Linked DNA regions of Mus musculus: region 1 is linked to region 2. Evidence: chromatin contacts called from public Hi-C data. All regions are on one chromosome and are shown on one strand. Each heading gives the region's core, a stretch centred on a gene start, on an enhancer-like site or on the middle of the called end of the contact. The rest is flanking DNA. Distances are from core to core; before and after follow the strand shown. Region 1 overlaps Gm30382 (a long non-coding RNA gene). Region 2 overlaps Gm52619 (a long non-coding RNA gene).

Region 1 (2,700 bases), core at 112-2,611, 270 kb before region 2:
AGTCCAGTTGATAAACAGCATCTGTCCAGACTACAGGGAGTTTGCAGAACCCAAGCTCGAAAGGCAGACTGGCAACTTCTGAGAACTCTGAATTAGGCAGATGTAGACTTGTTCCTAAGAATTCTGTGTGTGAGGCACGGTGAATGTCGAGAACTCCCATAGCTTTGTGGGCTTTTGGCGATCTCTCTGAGCACTATGTTAATGAGTTCCTTAAACACAGACTGCCATTGATTTCTTCCTGATGTTCATTGATTCCTCTCGACATTGCTTCATGTATGTATTCTCCCCCAAACATCTAGTATCGATATTTCTCTCCCTAGAACTCTGTCCCCAATCCATTATAAGCATATCATTAAAACCTGTTTAATTTCCTAAGAAAGATTACATTAAGAGCACTGTCAGGGCCATTATGCCAATAGCAAAAGATAAACATGTATTTGGCAGTGCAAAATGCTATTATCTGTCGGGGTCAATCTGTTTATTTTACTTAGAGCAATCTGCCGCCACCACCACTGCCACCCAATGTTAGTCACAAAAGCAGATCCTTCTCTGCCAGGAACTGTTTGGAGGAATTCTGACAGCGAAATGCCCTCAGTCACCTACTACTGTGACATAATCTCTGTTTGTGTGTGTGTGTGTGTGTGTGTGTGTGTGTGCGCGTGTGCGTGCACCAATGAGCATGAAATAAGACACAGACTAAGGATCATGTGTTTCAAGCTTTACAACATTTTTATGCTTTTGTACATAAAGAAAAATAAGGATAATTTGATGAACAGTGGTATCTCATTTGTAATACCTGCTTGGAGTAGAATGGAATGACCGGAGAAGGGCAGCATGGATTATAGGAGTCTGCTCTATAAGTGCATGCTCAAAACTGCTCTCCCCTTAAGCGGTGTCCACTCATAATCATCTTTATTGATCTAAAGACAACGGAGAGGGAGAGGCAAGGCAAGAAAGGAGAATAAAGAGTTAGGGCTCATCTTGTTCTGGATGCAAATATGCTTCTTTTCTTCTTTCAACTTTTTTCCTTGAGACAGTAGTTTCTAAATATATCTGAGCAACACTGCTGGCTGCCAGCTGCTATGGGCATGAAGTTCCTCTTTAATGAGATGAAACAGTATCAGGAAGTGAACTCGCCCCACGCGCCATAGCTGACTTTCACGGGGTCTCTATGTAGCCTACGATGATCCGAAATGGAAATGAATTGAATATTCAGGCACAGTGCACCAACTCTCCTAAAAAATAATTTCATCTGACTTCATTACATGGTGATCATTTCCTGAATGCCATAAAACGCTGAGGAAAATAATCAAAATTGATGTGTGTATTGATTGACATGCTAGTTTTCTAAATAGAAGCTGGAAATATATAAACAGCACTAGGTCTCTGCAGCTTTCCACAGGCTGGAGAATTCCCTCACTCACCCAGCCCTCACTGGGCCCCAGGATGAACACTTCTGAAACCATTTCTCAGCGGTCCATTAGGCTCATCTTTAGTGTGATTCAGAATTTACATGTGTCGTTTGCATAATTTTGCATGAGAGTGTCTGCTTTAAATTAGGTAAAGGTCAACGTCATTCATAATCAAGAGGAAGGTGGATTAAAGGTCATAATTCAATTAGAAAAAAAATTCCTGATTAGCTGTAGAAGTATGCTCACGTGATTCGATATCGTTGAATAAGTGTGAGGCACAAGTCTACAAACTGGCCTCAGCGTGAGAGCATTCCAAGAGATTTCTGTCAAAAAAAAAAAAAAAAAAAATCAGACTCTCGCCTTTTTTAACCTAGCCTATATAGAGATACTTCAGCTGATTCTCTTAGCACTGGGTGTCTTTTATAATGTCATTTGGTTTTAGGAATGACATAAATGACAATTTTATCTGCAAAATAAAGTGGTAAGTTATAATGAATTAATAATAGGTGGCAGCTGATCGGCCAGCCACACGGGGCCTGAGGTTACTTCTCCCTGAGGTGGTTCCCAGCTCATCCACACTGTTTTAAAGCCCGGAGTTGTCACAGATAATCTCTGTTCTTTTATAGCCATTTCCTAGCTCTCGGGACACTCACAGTGCCTATAAACCCTTTGGAATTTTGACATCTCCGTCGTGTTTCTGTGATTAGGACACATAGGTTGAAAATAAACGTAGCTAGCGGCAAGCAATTAGCTCTTTTGATTTGTTGAACTTTTAAAAGTGTGTTTGATGCTAACTTGAATAAGTGCAAATTGGTGGAACACAAACAAACACCGAGTTGTCCACAGTCAGTGTGAATACCGAAAGGCAGATGCACCTTTTGCTCGTATTGGGCCATTTGCGATGGGTCCCTACGTGCCCACGTCAATGTTCCTGTAGCAGTCACTGAACTGAGGCGTCCAAAACCAGTTACCTCACCTCTAAACATGTCCTTTTCCTTGCTGTGGGTGCTTTTGGCTTCAGGAACAATCTCAGTGTCTCCTCTTGTTTTTCTGTCTGTTCTCTTTGGGGCCAACACATCTCAGGACCAACAAAAAACAAAGAGGCATTTCCTTTGTAAGGATAGATTGTTTATTTTTCCAAAGAAAGTCAAAGATTTTTAAAGAAGCTATACAGGTTAAGTGGTTTAAGCAGATTATAATTAGTTAATTTTGTTAAACATAGACTGGATCAATTTTACATTATTTTAATTACCTTTTGGAATAAATGGTTTGGTGAACAAATTCACTT
Region 2 (2,700 bases), core at 87-2,586:
ATTTTAGATTATATTACAGAACTTTTTGGCAGTGGTTTTTTTTTTAAATACATTTATTCGACTCCCTTTTCTATTTCAAGTCAGGGGATTCACTTGAACACTTCATGAGTTGGTAGGAACTGGCAGACATCAGGTAGCAGTGGCTCTCACCCATTACATGGGTTTCCCTTGGGATTGTAAAAACCTGTCTGGATAAGCAAATATATTAGGGAATTTGGGGTTTTGTTTGTTGGTTCTGTTTTGTTTGGAAAGACATTTTTAGAAGCAACCCAGTGACAGGCAGCTTTCGTGAGACAATGACTTCGAAGGATTCAGGTACTGTTAACCCAAATGTGATCATTACCCTTCCGCACTATAAGTCCTTCTTGGATGTGGAAGGTGGTTCAGTTGCTGGCATCATGTGCCTGCCTCACACACTGAGGACCTGAGGCCAACCCCCCATCAATCACCTACAATGCCAGGCACTGGACTGACATAAATGGAAGGCTCCATATGGTTAGCCTCAAGTTCAGTGAGAGACCCAGCCTCGAAATACAATGTACAGAGCACCAACCTCTGGCCTCCACACATACATATTTACAAACATGTACACACAGACCAGCCACATATATACCTCCTCAAAAGCATATATGCAAAATGGCTCTCAAATAACTAAAACAAAATGAAAATAAAACAGTACTAAAAATAAGTAACAATTTGTCATATGAACCAGCAGAAGTATGTGATATAAACACGATGTATTGTAACTATTTGACTTGATCAGCAAAGCTTTATTGAACATGGACCAAATGTCTGGGCCTGTGAAAGATGCGAAGAATAAACATGTCAAATGGCAGTTCCTACCTTCAGGGAGCTCACAGTCCAGGACAGGTGAGAGACACCTCACTCAGATGTCTCACACAGGGAAAGACATCTCCCTGTGGCACAGCATCCCCAGTGGGGTACTGGTAGTCCTAAGTATCATGGGAGCAGGAAAACATGACCTCCTGGCCAGCTTAACACTGAGATATGCAACTGAGGGTCCCAAGGCAGGTCAATGAATGCCTAAATGAAGATCAGCAAGAATCATCATGGAGATACATTTAGAAGGTGTTTCTTAACTGTAAACTCCCAGTAAGAGCTGCAAGATTGTGACCCGTGTGACTGGTATACCATCTCTCAAGTCTCTCAAGATTGTGAGACCTAAGTTGTGACTGAAAGAAAGGGTAACCTTATTTTGTGCAATAGTGTCTGCTCTGAGTAATTGGGAAATCTCTGTGAAATCATGAACAGTTCTGGGAGGTCATTGTTTCCACATGGGAGTGAGTCACACGCTCTGGTAGATCCAGTACTGGTGCAACTGTGGACACAGCCAATTAATACCTAACACACTCACGGGGCAGCAAGGCTGGAGCAATATACTTGTCTCTCCAGTCAGTTCATAAACTCATTTAGTTGGCAAGATGAAATGACATGAGCTTGCGACGAGAAGGTATTACCTTGGCATCCGCCTTTATCTCTTTGGGCTGTTTAAATGCATCGGCAAACTCAGTCCTTTGTCTGTGTGAGTCCGCTGGGGTTGCTGTCACAGAGCACTGTAGGCAGTTCTCAAGGAGGGAAGTCCAGGATCCCGGTGCCAGTATTTTTGTGAGCCCTTCTTATGACATCACCTCCATCACCTCCTGGCAGGAAGTGGAAGGGCACTGAAGGATAAGAGAAGGGGCAAAACATGCCATCTTCTCAAAAGGATCTGATTCCTACACAAGGCCTGCTAGTATCTTGTTACAGGAGCGCAAAGCAGGCAACAGCTCAGCCTCTGTCTGTCTGTCTGTCTGTCTGTCTGTCTGTCTGTCTGTCTCTCTGTCTTTCTTACACTCTCTCTCTGTTGTGCTTTTGGTGGTGGGACGACATTTATGTTGATAAAAACCTTCTGACACAGTTTTGTTGAAATTTGAGAGGTAACCCACAGGATTCAGCGTCTTTGTTTTCTGCCCTGAGTTTGCCTGGAGTGACGAGCAGGCACTTCAGTGTTCGATGGCAGCTTTGCCTGTGAGACAGGGCCTGGGCGTGGGTGTGTGCATACGGAGGTCAGAAGTCAACCTTTAGCCTTGCTCCTCTGGCTGTTCACCTAAAACACGGTGAGAGGAAATGAAAATGTAATCAGGTCATTGATTACCTTAGAACCTGCCCGGCGGCCAGCGAGGCCCAGCAGCTGTGCCTGTCTCCGCATCTCCATCACTGTGGTTGTAAGCACACCTTACCAGGCCAGGATTTTTAAAACAGGATCGAACTCAGATCCTGGGACTCACAATCACTTTACCTCCTAAGTTTTCTCCCCAGCCCTTAACGGCTGCTTCGTAAAAAGCCTTCCCTCTGCCTGTCCCTTTTCTGTCTGTGTGGCTTTGACTTACATTTCTGAATGTTTAAATAACGGGATTCACTTTTAAAAGAATTCTAGGAAAGATGTAAGCACAGTTGCTCCCTGTGAATTTCAAACGTAATGAAAAAGTACCTTCCATACAAAGAAAGCTGGGAGATCATGCTGCCTCAGCAAGCAGGTGACCGCGAGGAAAAGCCAGGCTCCCCTCCTGACCTTTGACAACTGTCCTGTGGGGAAGGGGTGTGGGGGTTGAGTGGTGTAAGCAGGTACTCCTCTTCATCCTGGGCTTCTGATTCTCAATACCGTCTTATCTTTCATTACTTATGTTCTGATTTTTTTTC

Evidence for each region. Hi-C and Micro-C count contacts between places; a contact is called where the count stands out from the background.
Region 1: a contact with region 2 is called in a Hi-C map of liver, with 7 times the contacts expected there. The contact joins two enhancer-like sites. A contact is called at or near these places in 2 of 39 promoter capture datasets (both in liver), 4 of 484 Hi-C or Micro-C datasets (liver and nephron progenitors) and 2 of 115 datasets of contacts at active chromatin or transcription factors (both in bone marrow-derived macrophages).

What each region holds. Positions count from the first base shown.
Region 1 is chr3:149,434,977-149,437,676 of GRCm38.p6, reverse strand. The region is part of intron 1 of Gm30382 (a long non-coding RNA gene); the gene reads left to right. A630039O03Rik (a long non-coding RNA gene) reads right to left here. Exons shown (of 6, transcript XR_376220.3): 1 at 1-2,700. Among named protein-coding and RNA genes, the nearest start is that of A630039O03Rik, 7.1 kb to the right of the region's middle. Within about 2 kb of position 1,361, at least 46 of the 459 cell types and tissues checked have an H3K27ac peak or open chromatin away from gene starts, as enhancers often do. A contact at or near this core is called in bone marrow-derived macrophages and liver, where this site is marked.
Region 2 is chr3:149,169,022-149,171,721 of GRCm38.p6, reverse strand. Gm52619 (a long non-coding RNA gene) reads left to right here. Exons shown (of 2, transcript XR_003954588.1): 2 at 1-2,700. Among named protein-coding and RNA genes, the nearest start is that of Gm52619, 5.7 kb to the left of the region's middle. Within about 2 kb of position 1,336, at least 43 of the 459 cell types and tissues checked have an H3K27ac peak or open chromatin away from gene starts, as enhancers often do. A contact at or near this core is called in bone marrow-derived macrophages and liver, where this site is marked.